Linked DNA regions of Mus musculus: region 2 is linked to region 1. The links are chromatin contacts, called in public promoter capture Hi-C maps. All regions are on one chromosome and are shown on one strand. The core of a region is the stretch at or near the end of the contact, and the rest is flanking DNA. Distances in the headings are between cores, read along the strand shown.

Region 1 (5,700 bases), core at 1,227-3,726:
ATCCCATCCCTCCTCCTCCTGTTTCTTTCTATGAGGGTGCTCCTCCACCCATTCACCCACTCCCACCTCCCTGCCCTAGCATTCCGCTACACTGGGGCATCCAGCCTTCACAGGACCAAGGGCCTCTTCTCCCATTGATGCCCAACAAGGCCATCCTCTGCTACATATGGAGCTAGAGACATGGGTCCCTCCACGTGGACTCCTTGGTTGGTGATTTAGTCCCTGGGAGCCGTGGGGAGTCTGGTTGGTTCATATTGCTGTTCTTCCTATGGGGTTCCAACCCCTTCAGCTTCTTCAGTCCTTTCTCTAACTCCTCCACTGGGGACCCTATGCTTAGTCCAGTGATTGGCTGCAAGCACCCTCCTCTGTACTTGTCAGACTCTGGCAGAGCCTCTCAAGAGACAACCATATCAGGCTCTTGTCAGCAAGCACTTGCACTCTAAAGTTTTAGTTGGGAAGCTGGTGCTTAGACTAGCAGAAATTGGGGGAGGGTAGTTAACTTAAGCAGGCTCCAATGTAGGGGCCCAGTGTTTCCTCTTCCTCTCTAGTTCTACCAAAGCTGACTGTCTTGAGGAGTTATTTTGAAAATGAACCATCAGATATTATTTATTACACATGCTTGCATGCATACACACATGTATACATACATACAATAAAGAAGGTCAAGAGGTTAGATTGCCATGAATTCTAGCCTTTGGAGAGGCTGGGGCAGTAAAATCATTTAAACCTAGCCCTAGCTGCATACTCTAGTATAACACCATTAAAATAAAGAAAGGAGACAGACTATCAGGCTGGGGATATAGCCCACTAGTGGAGTGCTTTCCTAACATGTGTAAGACCTAGTTAGGCCTCCAGTGTCACAGACACATACATACACATTCACCTAAAGTTGAGTGTGGTATTGCATGCCTATAGCCCAGCACTGGGAGGCAGCAGTGAGAGAATAAAGGTAAAGGCCACCTTCGCCTTCATGAAACCCTGACTGAAAAACCAACCAAGCATGCTGGTGAGATGGCTTAGAGGTTAAGAGTACTGACTGCTCTTCCAGAGGTCCTGAGTTCAATTCCCAGTAACTACATGGTGGCTTCCAACCATCTGTAATGGGGTCTGATACATTCTTTTGGTGTAAATCTTTTTTTTTTTAAATCAAACCAGAAAAGAGAAAAATTAAAAGACTGCTATTTTCTTAGCCCTAATACTTTTGTATTTGTTTAAATGTACATGTACATATATAAGGTATAAACAGTAGGGAATACACCTATGAGACAAGAAATCCAATATCTGATTGCATTTATATTTTGTTTTGGTTGGGATCAAACCCATGGCCTAAACAAATAGGTGAGCTATATCCCAACTCCTTTTAATTGCATATATTTTCCAAGCAATAACATTGGTTTTATATTGAATGCTACAATTTTGCTCTTTTTTTAAAAAAATTAAATTTATTTATTTAAAATTCTTTTCTTTTTAAAATTAGGTATTTTCTTTATTTACATTTCAAATGTTATCCCATCATTTCCTAGTTTCCCCTCCAAAAATCCCCTGTCCCCTCCTCCCTTCCCCCATTTTGTTCTTTCCTAACCTAAATAGTGCTTTTCTGTTGAAAGTTAAGATGGCAAGTCAGGCATGGCAGCCCATTCGTGTAGTCCTAGTACACTAGTAGTATTGGAGGTAGAGGCAGAAGGATCAGAAGTTCATTCTCAATTACTTGAAGGCAAGCTAGGCTATTTGAAAAGCCCTCATTTCCACAAAACAGGCAAGTTAAGTTTGCAGCAATAAACTAACAATAGAGTGTGTTAAACTGTGAGTCTCAGGTAGTACAGGGCTGCACAGCAAGACCCTGCCTCAAATTAGTGAATTAAGCTAACATAACAAATATGCAAAGGGATTTCTTTGTGATTTAGGAAGTAATCAAGTTTTCTTGTTACGTACCCAATGTTACTGTAGTGTAGGCCTCCTGAGTCTGGGACTACAGGCCTGTGCCACCACATCTAAAGGGACTAACTGAATTAGGAAATATTCTACAGGTCAGAATTCCTGAACAGAAAGAGATTCATCCCCAAATTTAGTAACTCAAGTGTTGAAAACCAACCCCAAAAAAGGTAGGCGTGTGTAACAGTACATATATGTAGCCCTAGCACTCATGATGCCCAGGGAAAAGAATCTTGAGTTCAAGACGAGGCTGGAGTAGGTGGTGAGATGATATCGGGATGTCTGGGAAAACTAAAACTAAACCAACCTAAAGTAAACTAAATTAAAATAAAATAGAAAAGTGTGGGGCATGGTGGCACACGCCTTTAATCCCAGCACTCAAGAGGCAGAGGCAGGCGGATTTCTGAGTTCGAGGCCAGTCTCTTGAAAAAAACTTAAAAAAAAAAAAAAAAAAAAAAGCCCAAAGGCTTTGTGATGTACGTGGCCATTGAGGCCGTGTGCAAAGCTCATTAACGTCACAGAGGCCTGCCAGGAAAAGCGACCATTTCCATCTAAGCCATCCTAGGCAGGTAGCCTCGGGGCCCGTGGCAGTGGGGTGTGGGCCTGCTCACCGGAAGATCTCACCGTACCCATGAGCAGTAAAAGTTGCTTCAAGTGTGGACACTCTGGCCACTGGGCCCGGGAGTGTCCTAAGGGAGGAACCCGAGGGCGAACAGCAAGAGGTCGTACCAGAGGTCCCCAGTGCAGCACCGCCAACCAGTCCGATGTTTGTTATCGCTGTGGTGAAACTGGTCACTACGCCAAGGACTGTGATCTTCTCCAGGATACCTGCTACAACTGCGGGAGAAGAGGACACATAGCTAAGGACTGTACCCAGGCTAAACGAGAGAGGGAGCAGTGCTGTTACATCTGCAGTCAGCCTGGTCATCTGGCTCGGGACTGCAACCGGCAAGAAGAACAGAAATGCTACACTTGTGGTGAATTTGGGCACATCCAGAAAGATTGTACCCAAATTAAGTGCTACAGATGTGGTGAGAATGGCCACATGGCGGTGAACTGCAGCAAGACGAGCGAAGTCAGCTGCTACCGCTGTGGAGAGTCTGGACATCTGGCTCGGGAATGCCCCATTGAGGCTACCGCTTAGTAACCCCCTTAAACGCCATCCTTTACTAAGTACGCTGTTTCTAACATTTCTTTGCTAATCAAAAACGTGATAGATGGAAGCTACTCCTATACCATTATAATTATCATCTTAAAGCAAGAAAAGACTGGGGGGGAAACATGTCAAAAATGTTATAATCAATATGCTATTTGGTTGCCATGAGGAAGTTCAGATAGGGCACAGCCATTTTTGAATTGGACACTAGTGGATCCTTTGAGTACGGTTCGTTTTGACACACTAAATTAGAAATTGATAGTGAAAAATTACAGCAAGCTTGGAACATCGTCTTTGAATTTACTAACAAATACTATATATGTATGTCAGATAGAGATAAACTGCTTTGAAGCGAGAGACAACTGACTAAAATAAGAAGAGAAACTACTTCCTTGGTGGTGGGGGCAAGAACATTTTGAGGAAGTAACATTTCTTCAGAGACTTTTAGAGCAAATAAAAGTGTTTCTGAAAACATTGATGACTTTGATAGCTTTTTATATTTAGTTTTATTATATTGATAACTTTTAGATTATTTCATTTTGTCAGCTTTTTGGTTGGTTGGTTTTATTTTAAGTGATTTTTTATTTTATCAAGAGCTCAAGCCGGGCATGGTGGTGCACGCCTTTAATCCCAGCACTTGGGAGGCAGAGGCAAGCAGATTTCTGAGTTCGAGGCCAGCCTGGTCTACAGAGTGAGTTCCAGGACAGCCAGGGCTACACAGAGAAACCCTGTCTCGGGAGAAAAAAAAAGAGCTCATGCTATCGCAGAATTGACCCCCTGAAGCATACATCTCTCTCTGTCTTAGTGCCCCAAATACTGAGATTACAGGTATGAAACACCACACTCAGCTCTGATCTTGTTAACTTTTAAATAATATTGAAAGCCATCTTAGGCCAGTGAAAGGAAACTGGCCCCGCTCAGCAGGTAAAAGCGCTTGCTTGCTACCTGGTGGTGTGAGCTTGACCACTTGTCTGGTTCCTACCTAAAGGAGAAAGTAAAGAACCAACTCCACAAAACTGTCTTCTTACAGGCACGTGCCACACTGCATACAAACTACTCATAATAGGAACGAAAATAATACTAATAAGAAGAACCCAATTTTTCCCTCTTTTTTTTTTTTTTTTTTTTTTTTTTTGAGACAGGATCTTTCTGTGTAGCCCTGGCTGTCCTGGAACTTGCTACATAGACCAGACTGATCTTGAACTCAGTGATCCTCCTGCTTTGGCGTCCTAAATGCTGGGATTAGAGGTATGTGCTATCATGCCTACCAGGAACTAGAAATTATAAACCTCTTACCTTTCACACAGTGTACATTCAGTTATAAACCACAAAATAGTAGTATAATGTGTATGAATCATTTTGAGAAAGGTAGAAGCATCAAAATTATTTTATTTTATATAACTTAAATGATTTATTTATTTTCTATTTTATGGTTGTTTCACTTGGATGTATGTCTGTGTTTCACATGCATGAAGTAGCCATGGAAGCCAGAAGAGGACATCAGATCGCCTAGAGCTGGAGTTACAGGTGGTTGTGAGTTGCCATGTATGGGGGCAGGGGTTGGAATCGATCTGGGTCTTCAGGAAGAACATCCGGTATTCATAAGCACTGAGCCATCTTTCCAGCTCTCCTTCTTAAAAAATATTTCTTAAAATATGAATTATGTATATGTATGTGGTGTATGTGAGTGCAGGTGCCTTCTGAGTTCTGGAGCTGCCTTTTGCAGATGGTTGAGAAGTGCCCAACATGGGTCTTTAGAAACACCTTCTACAAGAGGAGCAAGTGGGCTTTATTATTGAGATCTTTAGCCCCTAAACAAAAACCTGTAACAGCATATAATGGACTTACAGATATCGATGATACAGTTTGGATTTATATAGTTTTACATACAAAACAAAATATAATCATTAAGTATAGTTTGAAGCTTTTAAAATGTTGAAAAATTCTTCAGAAGGCAGGATCTTACAGACTGCAGCCATGTAGAGACATGTTTACTCGCTTTTTTTTGGGGGGGGGGGTTGAGACAGGGTTTCTCTATAGCCCTGGCTGTCCTGGAACTCACTTTGTAGACCAGGCTGGCCTTGAACTCAGAAATCTGCCTGCCTCTGCCTCCCAAGTGCTGGGATCAAATGCGTGTGCGTTTACTCGCTTTTTAAAAGATTTATTTACTTATTTTATGTATATTAGTACACTGTAGATCATCTTCATACTGTAGCTGTCAGACACACCAGAAGAGGGCATTGTATCCCACTGCAGATGATTCAGATGGTTGTGAGCAACCTTGTGGTTGCTGGGAATTGAACTCAGGACCTCTGGAAGAGCAGTTAGTGCTTTTTGTTTGTTTGTTTTGTTTTTTTCTCTTCTTCTTCTTCTTCTTCTTCTTCTTCTTCTTCTTCTTCTTCTTCTTCTTCTTCTTCTTCTTCTTCTTCTTCTTCTTCTTCTCCTTCTCCTTCTCCCTTTTCTTTTCTTTTCTTTTCTTTTCTTTTTTTTTTTTCTTTTTTGAGACAGGGTTTCTCTGTGTAGCCCTGGCTGTTCCTAGCCCTGGCTATCCTGGAACTGGCTCTGTAAAGCAGGCTGGCCTTGAACTCAGAAATCCACCTGCCTCTATCTCC
Region 2 (5,700 bases), core at 1,492-3,991, 1.4 Mb after region 1:
GATAAGTCATTATTAGTTGGTTTAATATTATGTTTCTCTCCTAGGGCATAGAGCCTTTATAGCCACAAGTTCTTGGCACAATAATGGTGCCAGTGATATGGGCTTCATCTTGTAGATCAGGGCTTAAATCCAATTAGAAAGTGGTTGGCTACTTCCATGATGTTCATCCCACTGTTCTGCTAATGGATATGTCTTGACAGACCAGTTTGTGGTTCACAGGGTTCATAGGTGAGTAAAACTAATGATTTTTTATCTTTCAGTAGCATGAATAGCATCATCCATCACATGAAAGCTACCCCAGTAGGGATGAAGCTTCCAGGTTAGCACTACCTTGATTTATCCATGTTCTTTAACTCAAGTATGTGGTGTCTTTAGCAATAGGATCTTACTGTGAGGTTCTGCAGGGTGACTAAATAGCATCATCAATAGCTCGAACTTTGGGGAGGTGGTCTATGGAGCCTCATTGTCTAACAATTCCAAAAGAGCAAACCCATTCTCGGCACTGGCAATTTTAACTTTTTCCAGCCGGAAGGGACATCATGATCCCATTGCAGAGTAACTCCATTTTTAACTCGTTTTATGTATGTGTATGCATATATTTTAGGAAGGTTCTACAGCAGTAACTTTCCACATGACTTTTTTGAAAGGTCTTTAGTGGTATTTATCTCTCCCCATGTCACTTTCTCTACCCTGCACTCCCACCCTCACCCCAACTTAACCCCTCTTGTTCAATTATTCCCCATTAGCCCTTTATGCCACTGAGTTCTAATTCCCCTCCCTGGAAAGGCCCCCAGCCTCTTCCTAATTTCCTGATGGAATTGGGTATTCTATATGGGTATTTCAAATGAAACATACATAGCTAAAGATTTGAAACTAACATCTGTAAGTAACAGAAAACATGTGAAGGTTGCCTTATGTGTATGGGTCATCTCACACCTAGTGATTGTTTCCAATTCTATTTGCTTGCAAACTTCATAATTTTGTTTTTTGTAATGGCTGAGCACTCTTTGATTATATAGATGTACATTTCCATTATCCATTCATCAGTTGATGGACATCTAGGCTGTTTCCATTTCCTGATTATTATGAAGAGAGCTAAACAGGACTGAGCAAGTGTCTCTAGAGTAGGAAACAAAGTCCTTTGGGTATTCACCCAAGAAGGGCATAGCTGGATCATATGGTAGATCTAAGTTTTGCTTTGTGAGGAACCTACAGCTGATTACATAGTGGCTCCACCAGTTCATGCTCCCACAAGCAGTAAGTGCCCCCCTTTCACATCTACTTCAACATTTATAGTCTTTTTCTTTCTTTTTTGGATCTTAGCCATTCTGACTGGGGTAAGCTGAAATGTCAATGTTGTTTTAATTTGCATCTTCCTGATGCCTAAAGTGATTGAACATTTTTAAGTGTTTCTAAAGATGTTGAGCATTTTTAAGTGTTTCTAAAGGTGCTGACCATTTTTTAAATCTTCTCAGTCATTTGTATTTCATTTTCTGAGAACTCTATTTGCTTCTGTGCCCCATTCTAAAATTGCATTGCTTTTTGATGTTGTTATTGTACTGGTTTAAACATGAGTAAGAAAAATCAGTCCCTAATAATCAAACATTGGCCTGACAGCTGTTGAAAGCTTTCCTAGTGCTCATAGCAAGGCCGAGTTACTCTCTAGCAGACATAAAGTAGCTCCTAAAATATCAGCACCAGATAAGGCCTTTTTGAAAAAAGAATGTGAGGACAAGACTGCTCTGTAAATTTGCCTAACCACAAGGAAATACAAGGAAATGTTGTAACCTATGAAATACTAAAACTCCTTCCCTCAGTTAATAGATGAATGATTCTTATTCTTTACCAATTACAATTCAACTTCAGCCCCAGACTAGTCAGCTCTCTCTATAAGATATATTAACATATATAACCATCCATTAATCTCTGCTTCTTTATAGCACCCAATCCAGAGTCTTGTTTTAAAAAAAATCACCCAGCAAAAGTCTAAATTATATTATGATGCCTTTAAAACCCCTTCTGAATGCTCTAGCCCTAGAACATTTGACTCCCCGAGCTGGGAGAAAGGCTGGTTTCCTAGGTCCAATAAGGATACTACAGCTACACAGGCGTTTTTTCTGGCTTTTGTTTCATTACACCTGTAAATTGTAGCAGTCCTATGGGAAAGGCTGAGATCCAACAGAAATGGCTATCACTAGATTTGGTAAAAACTAAATAAACTGGTTTTTTTTCCTGTGTTCACATATTTTATGTAATTTCTTCGTAATGCAGATGAATGTTGTGGATGGGGATTACAGAAACAGACTCTGTTTTGCCAGTACTAAAAAGAAAAAAGAAAAACCTAACAGAGACCAGAAAAATAATTAGAGACCTGAGGCTAAAAGCCTCTTGAGTTATCACTATCTGGTGTTCTACTTTTCTAACTAAAAATCTTATTCCTTTCACATTCTGTTTGAGTGTTATTTTATAACATTTTCATGTGCACTGGGTAAACAAGAAAAAACCTAGGACCCTGAAGGGGACACACTGAGGAGTCTAACTCCAAATTCAGTTTATTAGAGGAAAAGGTCAAAGAAGGAAGCAATTATGAAAACAGCGGCACTACCAAGAAGGAAAATGACCTCCGGGTGCAGAGGGGCTTGAAAGACTTCGTAGTGACCCAAGCCAGCACATTAATGACCAACCTTCTCTGTCTTCTCACCCAGTATCGCCAGTTCCCAGGAAGTGGTTTTTCAGCGTGACTAGAGAGAAACAAGCTGCATTCTCTGCTTGAACAGTTGCGGAGATGAGGGTAGGATGGGACCTCTCTCCATTTTGCCACAATTTCTTACATCTTCCACAGTCTACTAACAGGAGAAAGGGGTTCCTGAAGATAACCTATGGAGTTTTATATGAAGGGCATAGCTTCCAATGAAAACAAAGTAGAATTCTTGTGGACTTTGATAGCTCACATGCTAAAATTAAATAATACCAAGAAAATTGGCCATGTTACTATGCAAGTAGCATATGTGAATTTGAAAAGTGTTCTAGCTTACTTCTCTGTCATAACAAAAACATCATGATGGGTGAGTTAACAGCAAAAAATTATCAGCTTTCAAAAAGGGGAGGCAGATGCTGGGATTCAGGTGTTGGTCACTTTAGTTTTTTCTGAGACCTCTCTCCACACATGCAGATGGCCATAATCCCGCTGTGCCATCATATGGGGTATTCTCTATGAACACACACATATATATGCGTGTGTGTCTTAATATTCTCTTGTAAGGACACAGGTCTTACAGAATTTGGGCCATCCACATGACTCAATCATATTCTGAGTTGATGGGGGATAGGACTTCACCTTATGAATTTGCGAGGGATAGAATTCTGTCCATCCATTAAAAAAAATGCATTTAAGTGAAGTTAAATTCAAGCACACAAAAACTATTTAAATAATACAGTTGAAAAAACAGTAATGAGAGAATAATAAATATATCCAGAGTATATTATAAACACCTTTAATGTTATTTAATTTTAACTTAGAGTGATTAGAAAACCTACATATGATATGATTTGATATTTTATATTTGGAAATTTTTATACAGAGATTTACATAAAATGTCAGCAATACCTTAATACCATATTGTAATTATCAGAATACAGATTATGCTCTGAGTGTCCACAATTCTCAAAGAGGAAGGAAGCATCACCCTCTTGTGTGATGGTTCATTTTGTCTGTTGGATAGGTAAAGTCCAAGGAGACTAGTAAAGTGCACCTCTGGGTATACCTTTGAGGCTGTTTCCAAATAGGATTAATTAAGGGAGGAGGTAGAAGGGAAAATAATTACAACAGTGAAATTGAGCTTCCTAACCTGAATGTGGGGTGCAGACTGGGATCAGGTGGAATAAAAGAAGAAAAAGAGAAAGCCCAGAGCACAGACATGTTCTCTTGGCTTCCTGACTGCCTTGGTGTGACTACATATTCCCTTCCATGAAAGGGCTGAAAGCCTGGAAAGTGGTAAGCCAAGGAGTCAAAGAGATGGCTCAGTCAGTGGCTAGGAAAACTCGCTGCTCTTCTGAAGGACCCAGGTTCAATTCCCAGCATCTACACAGTGGTGCACTACCACCTGAAGCTCCCTATTCTGGCCTTTCGCACACATACTCATGTTGTACAGACATACGTGAGGGCAAAACACTCCTATACATAGAATTAAATTTAATTTAAAAATAACAACAAAACCTGTGAGTCAAAATAAATTCTTCCTTCTTTTAAGTTGTTCTGTGAGGTACTACATTATGGTAAAGAAAACTCCAACTAACACACTCTGAATGTAGTATATGTATCAAACGCACAAGTAATGAGACTGCCTAAAAAGGTTTATCTGCCCAACCGTTTCTTCATGGCAAGACCAATTCTGCATTTACTTTACCTTTTGAATGGCAATCAGACACTTCTCTTTAATTCCACCATTCACTTTGTCATATTTCTTGGGAAAGACTAGGAAAAGACGCCAGTACAGAAATAACATTTAAAGTTATTAAGAGGAGCAAGCCTTAAATCCTTGCAGCTTTGATGCAGAGAGGTCAGATCCCATGGGACACCCTGACCTTTTCACAGGAACTTCCTTAGGACTATTCCATGAGACATAGTCCTCAGCTTCTCATTGGCTAGACAGCAAGAATATTAGAGAGGCGATAGGAGAAAAGTGTTAGGCGTTTAGTAGATTCTAGGTGTGCCATGGCTAGAAACTTGAATATAGGAAGCGTTAGATGATTCCTAGATCCCTCTCCATGTCTAAGTGTTGAAGATATTTTGAGAAGCAACTATTCAGTTCAGATTTTCCAAGTACTTAAAAACGAAGGACATTAAGTAAAAATTTTAGTTTGGATACCCACTGGAAAAGTGATTCTGGTCTTCAGGCACAAATAGAACTTTCTCTAATTTTACAAAGTCTAATTCTAATAATTTCATATATTAAGAGAGCCTGGGAGCAGAGATGGGAGTAATTATCTAAGGAAATAGCCGGGTATCTCCAGTAATAAAACTGATTCACCTGGTAGGATGACACTCATATTGCCACCAAAAGACCTCTTCCTTCACTCCATTCTGAGTTCTGAAAAATTAAACCCCAGATTATGCCTACCCAAGAACAATTCCCAGGGTTAGATGTCAGGACTGTGGACATGTGCATGCACTGTGACAGGCCTGGAACCGTGGCATGCTGGCATTTGCTAAACCTCAAACTCCCTTTACAGACGTGCCCATTCACAAATTTAAATCTCTGTATTCTAAAATGCAGTTCCTAGGAGGTCTTCTAATGGTACTTGTCAAAGAAAGCCATGTAAATGATGCATTAAACTACCATATGTGTCTCGCAGGTCTGGTGCTATTTTGAAGCCACCTGTAAGTGAAGAGGCCATCTTATACTTTGGCATCTTAACATTGCGTCTTTAGCCTTCCATTGGAACCAATTAGATAGAGAGATATTATCACCATGCTGAAAAACCATAGAAGCAGGTAGACAATAAGAATGGGTTTTGCTCTGCCCAGGACACATTCCCCAGCAAATAAAACAGCTCTTTTCTAAATACATTCAAGTAAAAACTTGGGAAATTTAGAAAATCTGATAAGGAACCATAAAGAATGAATTGTACATTACAATATGTTGCCTCCATAAACTTTATTAAACTTATCAAATAAACAGCTGGAAAAATGGCTCATCC

What was found. Promoter capture Hi-C pulls out the DNA fragments that hold promoters and counts their contacts.
Region 2: a contact with region 1 is called in a promoter capture Hi-C map of pre-B cells, with 7 times the contacts expected there. The contact joins the enhancer-like site here to the promoter of Zcchc13 in region 1. A contact is called at or near these places in 6 of 39 promoter capture datasets (the 3T3-L1 cell line, cranial neural crest, hippocampal neurons and 3 more), 1 of 484 Hi-C or Micro-C datasets (nephron progenitors) and 1 of 115 datasets of contacts at active chromatin or transcription factors (astrocytes).

The regions. Positions count from the first base shown.
Region 1 is chrX:103,628,110-103,633,809 of GRCm38.p6, forward strand. It overlaps Zcchc13 (zinc finger, CCHC domain containing 13), which reads left to right and starts at 2,477. Exons shown (of 1, transcript NM_029158.2): 1 at 2,477-3,555. The coding sequence starts at 2,564. The coding sequence ends at 3,076.
Region 2 is chrX:104,995,705-105,001,404 of GRCm38.p6, forward strand. No RefSeq gene overlaps it. Among named protein-coding and RNA genes, the nearest start is that of Gm33486, 5.3 kb to the right of the region's middle. Within about 2 kb of position 2,742, at least 3 of the 459 cell types and tissues checked have an H3K27ac peak or open chromatin away from gene starts, as enhancers often do. A contact at or near this core is called in pre-B cells, where this site is marked.